Regions from separate parts of the Zea mays genome. Here region 1 is linked to region 2. A link is a contact called in public Hi-C data. All regions are on one chromosome and are shown on one strand. Each heading gives the region's core, a stretch centred on a gene start, on an enhancer-like site or on the middle of the called end of the contact. The rest is flanking DNA. Distances are from core to core; before and after follow the strand shown. Region 1 holds the start of LOC100194053 (Thylakoid lumenal protein TL20.3 chloroplastic). Region 2 holds the start of LOC100384594 (Ascorbate-specific transmembrane electron transporter 2).

Region 1 (6,146 bases), core at 740-3,239, 360 kb before region 2:
TCAAGGGCATACTCTCAAATGCAGTAAAATCACATCAACAAGATAGAAAGATTCAGATATAGAGTCTCAGTTCTGTAATTTACTTTGGTTTTCGCTAAAAATAAGGTCAGTTTCTACGATTCTAGATAAAGTGCTGGGAAGACAGATGTGGGGATCCCACATAATCAGGTTTTAATGAATGCCAGGGCCCAGAAGACCAGAACTACTACCGAACTTTGATATAAATAGTATGATGAGTCAACTTGAAACCAGAAGAGAAACAAGAACTGCAGTTAGCTTCTTGTTCTGGTTTTATACTGAGATGGTTGTGAGGCAAGTACCAGATAAGAGGTACTCTATGATATCTCTGGTTGATTAGCTTCTAGAGTAAGGTACGTTAGAGGACCACTGACCACTAAACAAATATAGTTATGTGCATCAAGCCATTAAATAAAGGTAGTTTTGCACATCAAGCACACACATCATGTATGAGAATATAGAAAGTGAATATTGACCTATCTGCCTAATAAAAAGTTGTTTCGCTCACCAGTGAAATTTGCCTTATAAGCAACAGCCTTTTCAAGATAGGCACCATTGAATGTGGAACCACTGAAATCTGACTCTCTCATATCAGCGGATGTGAAGTTGGCCCGCCTAAAGCAACAAATGATGCATTATGTAAATGAGAGATGAGGAATAGAAAAAACTATTGTTCCTTTAGTTATCCTTATGACCTTATCCATATCACAGATAATTACTCTTATTCTGGTTTGACAACACTGTACTTACAGTTACGGGTCGTTTGGATTCATTCATTTTGGAGGAATTGGAATTTACTTAATAAAGTAACATATTACCTTGGAATTTAACATTCCACCACTTTCTAAAGTTCAGATATAAGCATATCTCAAATTAATAGGGTAGAGGACGTGAAATGATTTTATGTATCAGTAGAATTTGTTTCTACTCTACAACTTGACGCTCTACGACTCACTCATCCATAGTAAAAATGTAGCACATAAATATCCCCGACATTATGCTAATAATAGTATACAATATATTTTGTATAAAACCAAATTAACTTAATTGATATGTGTCTAAATTACTATTATTAGAATGGAATTCAATTCCAAGGATCCAAACGGGGCGTTATAGTAATTCTGTAGCATATTTGTTACACACTTTCTCCATAAATAGGCATTTCATACAACAAGTTGTTTCCATCTAGTAACTTGTAACTATGAGTTAAAGCAATGCTCATAAAATGCATACACACACAATGCTGGACTATTTTGGAAACAATTCAGTTTATAAACTCACAACTGCCATCGTTATATCCGTGAAGTTTATCGCTAATACTTAAATTTCCATACGGCCAAAATCACATCAGACCGAAACAGGCAGAAAGCAAGCTAAGTTATATCCGGTATAATTATCGAAGTTGAAAATATATTTCCTTTCTACTAACTATTCCTTTAATGTTGCCATTGAAAAACTAGGGGATTCTAACTCGGTACAAGTGAAATTAAGGACCCACCTGAAGTTCTCGTTAACGTGGACAGCCTTCCTGTAAGACCATTAAAACAAAGCAAATTACCTAGGCAATGTAACAACAAAATGGTCATGAAGAAGAGATGAAGAAGCAGAGGTGCTGGCATACTTGAGATCGGCCGAGCCGAACTGCGCGGCAGAGCCAATGCCAAATTCGCCCCGCTGCTCGGCCTCAAACTTGTTCAGGTCCGCGTAAGCTGGCATAGAGGCGGCAACCACGGCCGCCGCGAGCGCGGCGGATACCGCGGCACCCCACCTCGGCTGCTGCGGTGCCGGCGAGGCGTTCGACGCATTGTTGCCCCCGCGTTCGGGCGCTGCCAGGCAGGAGATGCGCGGGAGGCGGCGAGGTGGGCAGCGAGAGAAGGAAGATAAGTTCGTGGGCAGGACGGCGGCGGCGAGAGGGGAGGTGGATGCGGGAGTCATGGCCGCGACAGGTGAGCAGTGGTCGCAGGTGTAGCCCGAGTATAGGGAAGAAGAGGGTGAGGTGGGGAACGGGACAGACTGGTGGTGGTGGCGGCTTGCGCGCGAACACGTAACTGCTAGCGGAGCCGTCTCGCGACACGGGCGCGAAGAAAAGATCCGGCGCTACTGCATTATCACATTCACAAACTAAACGCCCTCAAGAGTTAGCATCACGCAGATACAACATGGAAGCCATCCTCTACACAACTAGAGTGCACATAGCCGATAACATCTCTACAACTATTAAGAGTGGAGCGTAGACTGCCCCCGCCTCAACGTCCACGCCGCGAATCCCGCTCAGCGCTCACGTCAGCCCGCACGCGGATCCAGCGCCCCCCGCCCCCCGCGATTCACCCACCGCCCGCAGATCCAGCGCCCCTCCCCACGATTCACCGCCCCCCCCCCCCCCCCCCGCGATTCACCGCCCGCAGATCCAGCGCCCCTCCCCGCGATTCACCGCCCCCCCCCCCCCCCCCGCGATTCACCGCCCGCAGATCCAGCGCCCCTCCCCGCGATTCACCGCCCCTGCACGCAGATCCAGCGCGATCGGCTCGTTCTCATCGTCCGGCCACCGGATCAAGAACTCTGGATCGCCGCCTCTGCTGTTGCTGAGGAGGGCCTCGTACTCGTAGCATCGATCGACGCCTGGGATCTTGTTGTTTCCTGTCGCCGCTGGCGGCGGCTCGTCGAGCGCCCCGTTGATTAGCACCACGGCGGGTACCCTGCTCGCTCCGCCGGCCTGCTGGGAGATGAAGCGGAGCGCTTCCCGGGCGACGCCCAGCAGCACGGCGTCCACGAACACGACCTTGGCCTCCGAGTGCTGCAGCAGCACGGACGCCATGCCGGCGTCGAGCCGCGAGTTGAGCGCGCAGATCACGGCGCCCGCCATGGGAATGCCGAAGTGGAGCTCGCAGAAGGCCGGGATGTTCTGCGCGAACACCGCAACCTACACGGGGGCAGCAACGGCTTCGGTTGAGGACCGGTCGGCAAGTTCGATTCGATTCGGTACTAGAAGCAGCAGCAAATCGAGAGAGACAGCCAGGATGGAGAACAACAAGAGCAGTAAAAGTGAATGCTTGGACGGCGGCAGGTAAATAACGCCCGAATCTACCGAGGCAAGGCAACGGCTGGACAGAGACTTACCACGTCACGGCGCGCGACGCCGAGCCCCGCGAGCGCGGCGGCGAGGCGGAGGCAGCAGTCCCGGGTCTGCCGCCAGGTGCGGGGCGGCGGCGCGGCGTCGTGTCCAGCGGCGACGATGGAGGGGCGGTCGGGGTAGACGAGCGTGGTGCGCTCGAGGAAGCTGATGGGCGTGAGCGGCGCGTTTAGGTGTGTGGTTGGCAGCGCTCGGGAGTCGGACGTGCGGCCTAGGCGGCCTGAACGAACTGCGGATGGCGCTCAGGCGCGCGGCGAGCAGCACTCGTGCGGGCGGCGGCGCTTGGACCTCAGGTGCACGGCAGACGACATCAACACATACGACTGCGTCCACCACCTGTAGACGGCACTGACCCAGTTCCAGGCCCGGCGTGTTCCCTGCTGGCTGCTGCCTTTCATTTTCGGATTCTTGTGTGCTTGTGTTCCTGACAAATTCTAGCAGTGGCACCACTACGTGTAAGCGCGGCCGTCGCTGGAGGCGAATGCCGTACAGCAGACTCCAAAGCTTTATCACTAAATGGCATAATTGATCTATTATTTAAAATATATGATTCATACTTTACCTCTTTTATTATGTGGTAATATATATGTGATAGTACAATGAGCATGACTCCAAAGCTTATGTGCTCGTGGTTTTCTGCCTTCAGCCACAAAGATTATTCCGAATTCTTTTAGCCACAAAGATTATTCCAGAAAAGTAAGCCCCTGGCCTTTTGTTATGTGATGCTTATGACCATTATTATCCTTCTGTACTGAAATTGTCATCGTCATTTGGCAGATACAACCTCAAATTAACTTGCATGCTCATCCACCCTGTTGAAGAAATATTGTAGCAATTAATTCAAGGAAGTAATAGGCTAATGGTAGTTGTTCATCTAGAACTCATTCGATTCCAAGTTCTAGCTATGGCCGTGACCGGTAACTTTTTTCTCTGTGCTTTGTTGATGTTTGAATGGACCATGAAGCACTAGGACATATACTAAATTGAAAATTTATTTATCTACTACTAAGATGCCCGTACTAATAATATGATAAACCTAAAAAGGCAATAAAGTGAATACACATTAAAAATCGTGATAAAAGTGATTGAGGTAATAAGGGAGGTAAAAAATCTGAATCTTTATTTCTTATCCTAAGTTCTAAAATCCTAAGCCAATACTTGAGCAATTGTTTCTATAAATGTCTTAGAACATGTGCTTGTCTGGATTTAGATATATGTGATAAATCATCATACTCTCTCATCGAATAGGGTTGTTCGGTTATATCAGAATGAGGTCATGAATTGTTCTAGGTGAACAATTATTATACAAATTAGACAATTATTCTAGGTAGGTATAGTTCTATAATGAACCCCGGATAACCGAATAAGCCCTAAGTGGAAACGACATGTAGAAACCAAGCGACTTGGAGGAATTCGTGATATTGGAAATATAAGTAGGTGTGCATGCACTTGTTATGAATGAAGAATTCATGATCCACATGCATAATATCGTGATTATTAGGATATTTTAGTAGTGGCTATTACATGATATCTCTACAACTATTAAGAGTGGAGCGTAGACTGCCCCCGCCTCTACAACCTCCTCCTGCTACCGCGCGCCCAGCCCCCGCGAAAATCGCTGCTACCGCACGCCTAGCCCCCGCGAAAATCGCCGCAACCGAACGCTCGCCGCCGCCGCGAAACCTCGCCGCCTACCATACACCCACCGGCGCCCAACCGAGCACCGAAAACCCCGCCACCGCGAAACCTCGCCGCCCACCCGCGCCCAACCGAGCACATGAGACAGCTTCATGCCCTTCATCTGCATCACCTGCTGCATCTGCTGTGGTGTCGGCTGCGGCAGCACCATGTTCGCATCTTTCCCGCCCTTGCCTCCTCCTCCTTCTCCTCCGCCGCCCTTGGTCTGCTGGCCCTTCGCGCCGCCGTCGCCACCCTTGGGCTGCTTGTCCTTCCCGCCGCCGCCGCCGCCGCCAAGCTGCAGCTTCTGGAGCTGGCTCACCACGTCAAGCTTGGCGCCCCACAGCTGCGCCGGCTTGCCCGCCTTGTTGAGCTTCTTGATGACGGTGGCCGGATCCATGAGGCCGGACACCGTCACCTTCCCCTGCTCTGCATCTATGCTGCTCTGGTACACGCCTGCAGATCAGCGCAGCACTTTTTCATTTCTATTCCTACTTACGATAAGATTACGAGGGGGAAATGCGTTTTCAGAACACAGAAGCAGCAAATCTGAGCAGACAGAACAGAACCAAGCGTTTACTAGGATCCAAGGCAGTGAGTTGTGCGAGCACAACACAAGAGAGCAAAGCCCGGGGTCTTTTTTAAAAAGAAAGAAAGAAAAAGAATGAAGCAATTTGACTTAGAAGAATGTTTGTTTGTTACCATCGATCTTGTGCAGGATCTTCTTGACCTTCTTCTCGCACCCATCGCAGTGGATATTCACTTTCAGCGCGCAGGTCTGGGAGTGAACCAACCATCCAACAGAAGAAAAAAAAGAACGGATGTTCAGAGAACAGGCATGCACACACTTCGTGTTGGAATGAACAAAAACAATGAACCTGTGTGCGTGTGTGTAGGTGGGGTGCGGTGGTTGAGTCGAACGGCAAGAAGAAGCAGAAGCAGAGCGAAGCGAACTCACCTGCTCATCTTCGCCTCGACTTGACCACGCACCTCAGACAACGTTGCAGCCCGCAACCATCAATCGCAGAGCAAGCGGCTTCACATCTGGTTCGGAAACGCTGGAATCAGCGGCGGGAGAAGAACACGAACAGGAACAGAGAACAACAGCAACATTTCCCGGCGGTGTGTGTGTGGGGGGGGTGTGGGTGGGTGTGTGTCGGAGAAGACGGCTCTCATTCAGTAGCGCGCGCGTGAGTGAGAGACACAGAGGACTTTAATGGCGCGCAGTAAAACACCGTCCTTGCACACACATACACGCACTCACTCCACTCACTCACTCAGAGAAGAGTGAATGCAGAGAGAGAAGAAGCAGATCCCTGTC
Region 2 (6,719 bases), core at 806-3,305:
ATGAACTTTAGGGCTTTTAACCTATGAAAGTTGTTTAGGTTTTAGAAAATTCAAAAGCTAAAAAGTGCAAAATCTTAAAAAAGCTGAAACAAACAGGCCGACACAAAGCCACAAACACTTGAAATTTGCAGATTAGAATTTGTTTTTGATCCGAGTATAAAGATTGATAGATGCTAGGCTACATTGCTATTTTTTAAAAAAAACTAGGCCACATTGTTATTTTCTTAAAAAAACAAGGACATACTGTGACTATCAGTGAGTTCCTCGAAAAAGAGAATTAAAAAAAAAACTCCTGTGTGCCCGAGTCGGAGACGAATATCGAACTCGCTCTATGTTCGGTTCTACTCTAATCCATATGGATTAAGAGGAATTGAGGGGGTTTCAATCTCTAGTAAATCAAAATTCGTTTAATCCGTATCAATCCCTTTCAATCCATATGGATTGAAAATAACCGAACAAGCCTAACCCCTCGATGCCTCAAGTTCAGTCGGCACGCGTTCGTCTTCTGGACGTCAAGAAACAGAGTCCCGTCTAATTACGACCGACGATGCAGCCAGGACGAGGGTACTATATGGCAGCGGCTTCGGCTACGGGCCAGGTCCACCCTACCGCCCCCCGGTGCCGCCTGAACTGCAGATGGCACCGCAAGAGAGTGAAGCCGTTCTGATGGCTACCGGCCGCCTCGCCGCGGAGTACCTGACGAACAGAGGCGATCTGCCGGCGAAAGTGCTGGAGAACCGTCCGCCGGCGCCGATTCCCCGTTCGTTGGTCGGAGTCGGAGGCCAGACCGCATTCGGGTCGCAGTACCACGAGACGCCGGTATACGGGACGTTCCACTTCCAAGGACGTCCGCGGTCCGCCCGCGCCGCAGCAGCGTCAGCCGTCAGTCATGCCCCCACCCGTTCTACTCCCAAGGGCAACAACGTCCACCTGCGCCGCAGCGCCGGTTTCCGGCCCCCCGCCCGTTCCGAGCAGGCCGCGACCAGTTCCCGAAGCGCCCACGCCAAGGCCCGTTTGGACCGGCTTCCTCCCCAGGCGCGGCACGCCGGCCGGGCATCGGCACCCGTCGTGGACGCGAATGAAAATAAGCGAGACGATGATAACGAGCACAGTGCGCCGGCCGGAGACGCGGGCAACTCTCAGTCGACGGCGCAGCCGGATGTTCCGGCCAGCGGCCCGCAGCAGACGAACGAGCCAAGCAGCAGTTCCCACTAGCGAATAAAAGCTAGAATACACATCATTTTTTTTGGCTGAAACGGCAGCGTAAACAGCTCTAGCAGTTAGCACCACATTTTTTGTAATTCTGTGCGGAAGTCGTGGAGTTAAGTACTATTTTGCCTCTATATATACCAATATCGTTACCATGTTCCAAACTAGTACATGGAAATAAATATATCAATCATATTCATGTGTCTGAACCAGCAAAAGAAATTGCAACAAAAAAGCAGCCCAGACAATCAACAGAAATAAAAAAAATATTTTATAAATATAGGGGCATTCCGAGAATCGAACTCGGGACCTCTCGCACCCAAAGCGAGAATCATACCACTAGACCAAATGCCCTTATGCTTATGACATCAAACGCTAGGTTAATTATAGGATCATTACGAAACGACGAGGAAGACGCGGGAGCAGGGCTGCAAAACGCAAACGCCGAGTTCTGAACTCTCACGCGGCCCTCATGCCAGTTTTCCGCAATCAGTTACCATCAGCCAGCGATCCTCACGAAGTTTACCTGTAACCTTGTAGTCGGCGGACGGAGAATCAGAGACCCATGCTAGTGACCACTGACCACGTCACCAAGCCTGATAACACCAGAGCACAGGAGAAGACGAAGTATGCTATCCTCTGGTCTTCAAAGGGTAGCACAGCTCTTGGTCACGAGTTCCAACAACCCACCGGTCGTCGCCAGACCGGTGCAAGTTTTTTCCGCGCTAGCGATTTGCTGTTGCTTTCTCGCGCTGGGTCCCGCGGACGCAGGTGGCACCTTGATTCTTCTCAAATCTCAACACACACGAAGGCTACGGATCACGCTAGAAGTAACAAGCTAAAAACTTGAGCTCTCGGTAGCACGAGAATCTACAGATATGAACCAAGTTATATAAGGTACTCGTACACCGAACATGTTCGATAGAATGCTCTAGTGACAGCGAAAAAACCAAACAACAAAAACCAACGAAATCCCTGCCATTTTTATAGGAGACGACGGTGCGGGGACACCACGCTCCCGCATTCAGTCCCTCCAGTCGTTGCGTCGGACGCCGTTGAGCGTTGGTGGCACTGTGCCAGCAGCAGCGCGCCGCGGGTGGCAAGGCAAAGGGGGCGACGAAGAGGAAAGCGAAGAAAACGTCATGGGGCTTGGCCTTGGCGTGCGGGCGGCGCCCTTCACGTACGCGGCGCACGCGCTGGCCGTCGCGGCGGCGGCCATGGTGTTGGTCTGGGCCATCTACTTCCGCGGTGGGCTCGCCATCGAGGCCACCAACAAGAACCTCATCTTCAACGTGGGTACTACTGCCTCTCCCCTCCCCGCGCTGGTTGCTTCAACGCCGACAACTTGTTTTGGGGACGCGTGTTTTCCCTTTTGTTTGCTTTCTTTCCCCTTTGACGTCGCGTCGACGTGAGCGCGTGTAGGCTGCTTCACGAGCTAGAAAAGTGAGGAAATTTAAATCTAGTAGAATTATAGAATTATCAAGAAGTGTTATTGTGCAGTTCTGTCGGCGAGCGTGTGGATTCTAGCTTTCTTTGCTTCAGTCAGAGATTGTGGATTCTATCTTTTATACCCCGTAGTAGCTTTCTACTAAATTACACATAGGCTGCTGCACGAGCTGGATTGTGGAGTACTAAATTACACAATCCAGCTCGCCCAGATTCTACGATCCACGAATCCTCTCAAACTAGAGAGAGAGAGAGAGAGAGAGAGGCCATGAGCTAGAATTCACAAAGAGCCATCAGCTTTTGGACCTTCAGTTCTCTGCAATCCAGGACTTCAATTATGCCGCTATTCAGAATCTCTAGCTAAAACTAGCAGAGCACTTAATACGTGTTTATTTGGCTGAGGTTGTGGCCTATGTTAGTTAGAAAGCATTTTGCTGTCTGCCTGCCCTCCTGAGGTTTCATCAATTACCTTTCAAATCACGAAACCCTATCTATTGCTTCAAGCTAACCATTTGTTTCGTCTGTACAGTTTTTAGTGAATCAGAGCAATAAGTTTTTATTTTTTGAAACTGAATCAGAATAATAAGTTGATTTAGAGTCCATCACATGTTAAACATTGCAGGTTCACCCTGTTCTTATGCTTATCGGTTATATTATCATCGGCGGCGAAGGTAAATGATTTAAATGTTTTCCAGGCTTCTCTTTTCTGTCACATGACAGATTTTAGTTTAGTAACATCTTGTTCGTCGTTGTCAGCTATAATGGTATACAGGGTACTTCCAACATCGAACCACGAGACAAATAAGCTGATCCATCTAGTTCTCCACGGGATTGCACTTGTCCTTGGTGCGGTTGGAATATATTTCGCCTTCAAAAATCATAATGAGAGTGGGATTGCCAATCTTTACAGTTTGCACTCTTGGATTGGGATAGGGACGATTACTTTGTATGGTATTCAGGTAAGGTCATGCATATGATGGCAAAGTTAGATAGTTGGATTGGGATTGCACTTATATTTGCCTAATTTATCACAGTGGATAGTTGGATTCGTTACATTCTTCTTCCCTGGTGCTGCGCCAAACGTGAAGAAGGGTGTTCTTCCTTGGCACATACTCTTTGGGCTCTTTGTCTACATCTTAGCACTGGCTAATGCGGAACTCGGCTTTCTTGAGAAGCTCACTTTCCTCGAGAGCTCGGGTCTCGACAAATACGGCACAGAGGCATTCTTGGTGAACTTCACAGCGTTGGTTGTCGTGTTGTTTGGTGCCTCTGTTGTGGTGGCTGCTATAGCTCCAGTTCGCCTTGAAGAACCACAGGGTTATGTTCCAATTCCAGAAAACTAGTACAAATGAAATGTACATCATATGCAGTTGCCAGGATTGGCTGTTACCATATGGAGCTAAGATATTCATCTCTCTTTATTAAGGAGAAGAAGATCATGGAGTTATCACGATAAGAAGATAGTGCATCTTCATTGTGTTTGTATATGTCTACACTATTGTCTTAAGGATTAGTAGAGATACATTCTGTGATACTTCAAAATTTCAGTATATGCAAAATTGAATATCCTGCTTCATAAATGTCTGTATTTGCTTTCATCAGTATTCTTCTTGATAAATGCGCTATCTCTACTGTTTTGCTGATATTTATTGCAAATTGAGCTGACTTTGAATTGTGCTGGTTCAGAATCAGCCACTGGAACTACCTAACAGAAAGTGATAAAGGTTATATGCATGTTCACTGTCATAATGGAGTTATCTATCGTCTCAGTTCCCACTTATTTGCACGGGTTTGCTGTAGTGCATGAGAAAAACATAATGGAGTTATTTTTATCCAATAATAATCCGATAAGACGGTGGGGGTATATTTGTCAATTGGGATTGTATGTGATATACCGTTTACTCGTCTTTAAAACCATACTATATAGGGCATGATTGTTTAATGCTCAATCCATGTTGATTAGACGGGATTAAGTGGGATTAAATCCGAGTAAGTCAAAATCCTTCATAATTTTTTTCTTTAAAATCTCATTTTTTTTTTCAAAATCATGCATTATAGTTAGAAGTTTAGCTTCTTCACACCCTCATCAGTTGTGGTCGTGTCCGCTCAGAAGCTCACACGGAGTCACGGGAAGCATGGGCCAGGGAGCACGCTAGGTCGCGAGCCTAGCCACACGCCCTCTGCCAGTGCCACCCGACGCCGCGCGCTAGCCAACTGGCCTTGTCCGCAGCCCGGCCACGCGTCGTCGCGCCCTCTGCGGCGCGGCCAGCTGACGCCGTGCGCCAGCCAACACCGCGGCGCCCGCACGGCCGCGCCCTCCTGGCCTCCTCGGTAGACGGTATGTGTTCAAGTGTTCAACAGTGCCCTTAATTTCTCTATCCTTTTAACTTTTAAGGCTTTAATTAGATGTTTTATAGAGTTTTATTGTGTTTGTAAAATGTTTCAGATACAAGAAGCCAGTAACAATCAAAACGAAGATGTATAAAGTTTATAGTCACTTTGGCCCGGGCCTTAGCCAATTTCTGGGTCCGCCACTGCATGACTTACAAGCAGAATCAGATTTTAGCTGGAGCGCAATCAACTTGCCAGAACCTTCAGCCCAACCAGACTACGATGAAAAGCATAATTTAAAAAGAGCGCACTTCAAGTAATATAATGTAAGTGTCATCGACAGCCCATAACTACCATTAACTGATATCCCCCATATTGTAATGAACATAGATAGACATGTATGTTTATCAAATGAGGAATAGTTCTGAAGAAAGTTAAGCGCACTACTGAGCCATTGAAAATATCAGACTACATAAATATAAGAAGGCATGGTACATGTGACAGGACAGCGATTTATTGCGTAACTAAAATACATAAAGGAGGTGTCGACCATTGTGCGGTTCTTTTACAGGTTATCAAGCATGTGAGTCTCAAATAACAAAACGAGGAAAAGATGATTGCAAGAAGCTGACAGGAAGGAAGGGGAACGAGGCTTATGGTTGAGCATTCCCATTGTATTGTATGCAAGCTCGATCGGTTAGCGCGCGCCGAGCCACCGACAAGCGTCATCTGAACATGCCAGATCAAGCGCCAGCGCCGGCCGTCCAGGCTTCGGTGCGGCCGTCGCGCGGCGACAACTGCTGATCGGGAATTTTCAGTTTCAGCCGAGGACCGCAACGACGAAGGCTACCAAAGCTGTCTGTCTGCTTTGGAACGAGCGGTTGGGAACGACGCTGTATAGCGGGCGCGTACCAGCGGTGTCCTAATCCTGCGGTCACAACTAACTTGTGTTTACTTTCGCGCGCCTGCTCGCAAAGTCTTAAGCTTTCTCACTCCACTCCACGCCTCGCCAGCTGCTAAACCCGGCCGGCGCGGACGACGCTGTATATATTTTATCAGCGTGCGGCCACGTACACGGTACACGCCCCCAGCTGCTTCGAAACCAACTCCAGAAAACTCGGCACAGCCTAGGCCGATTCGCCTGTGCCTGTGCGTACGTGAGCTGCGAGGTAGATAGATGGCTGCGGTGGTGGAGGCGGCGCCGGCTGCGGAGACGGCGGCAAAGGCCGTGGCAGAGGAGGAGGCCGGCGTCACCGCGCCTGGGCCTCCGGTTGGTGGCTCCAACTCCAAGGCCCTGATCGTCGTTGACAGTGAGTAGTACAAGCACTTCGCTAGCCCCTAGGTGTTCTTCCTAGCACCCTGTCCTGAGTTTTTTTTTTCTCTGTTTCTTCGCACAAGGCAAACTTAGTTTTCCTCCGTGAATTTCGAGAGCGCTGTCAGCTTGTGCCTGTGCCTGTGCCTGTGCCATGCGCTAGTGCAATCGTATTGAAAATTACTTAGGACTTAACGCAGGAATTTCATAGGAACAATATAGAAATTAGTTAAAAACACAGAAAAACGTAGGATTCAGAAAATAATCCTTCGATCCAAAGAAGTCTTTAACCAGGAAATTTCTGAGCTGCAAAAGTTATAGTCGTTGTTTAAATCGGCCATAAAAGGTTGTCTTTGTCTAATCTCGTGGAACACCTACCTTTTTTTGTCTGTTTGGCACAGCTTTATTGATAAAAAAGTAA

What was found. Hi-C and Micro-C count contacts between places; a contact is called where the count stands out from the background.
Region 1: a Hi-C map of ear shows a contact between it and region 2, with 2.3 times the contacts expected there. The contact joins the promoter of LOC100194053 here to the promoter of LOC100384594 in region 2. A contact is called at or near these places in 2 of 25 Hi-C or Micro-C datasets (ear and tassel).

Annotation. Positions count from the first base shown.
Region 1 is chr5:193,443,477-193,449,622 of Zm-B73-REFERENCE-NAM-5.0, reverse strand. It overlaps LOC100194053 (Thylakoid lumenal protein TL20.3 chloroplastic), which reads right to left and starts at 1,989. Exons shown (of 6, transcript NM_001139110.1): 1 at 1,640-1,989; 2 at 1,517-1,546; 3 at 527-633. The coding sequence starts at 1,953. LOC103627476 (probable acyl-activating enzyme 2) reads right to left here and starts at 3,387. Exons shown (of 2, transcript XM_008647772.4): 1 at 3,136-3,387; 2 at 2,100-2,938. The coding sequence starts at 2,881. The coding sequence ends at 2,474. LOC118471963 (heavy metal-associated isoprenylated plant protein 33-like) reads right to left here and starts at 5,938. Exons shown (of 3, transcript XM_035958902.1): 1 at 5,915-5,938; 2 at 5,528-5,603; 3 at 4,616-5,281. The coding sequence starts at 5,938. The coding sequence ends at 4,770.
Region 2 is chr5:193,080,192-193,086,910 of Zm-B73-REFERENCE-NAM-5.0, reverse strand. It overlaps LOC100384594 (Ascorbate-specific transmembrane electron transporter 2), which reads left to right and starts at 2,055. Exons shown (of 4, transcript NM_001177098.1): 1 at 2,055-2,501; 2 at 3,278-3,326; 3 at 3,412-3,614; 4 at 3,690-4,232. The coding sequence starts at 2,352. The coding sequence ends at 3,998. TRNAP-UGG (transfer RNA proline (anticodon UGG)) reads right to left here and starts at 1,563; the gene lies at 1,492-1,563. It overlaps LOC100285314 (remorin), which reads left to right and starts at 6,033. Exons shown (of 5, transcript NM_001367221.1): 1 at 6,033-6,296. The coding sequence starts at 6,164. It also overlaps a transcript of LOC103627474 not described here.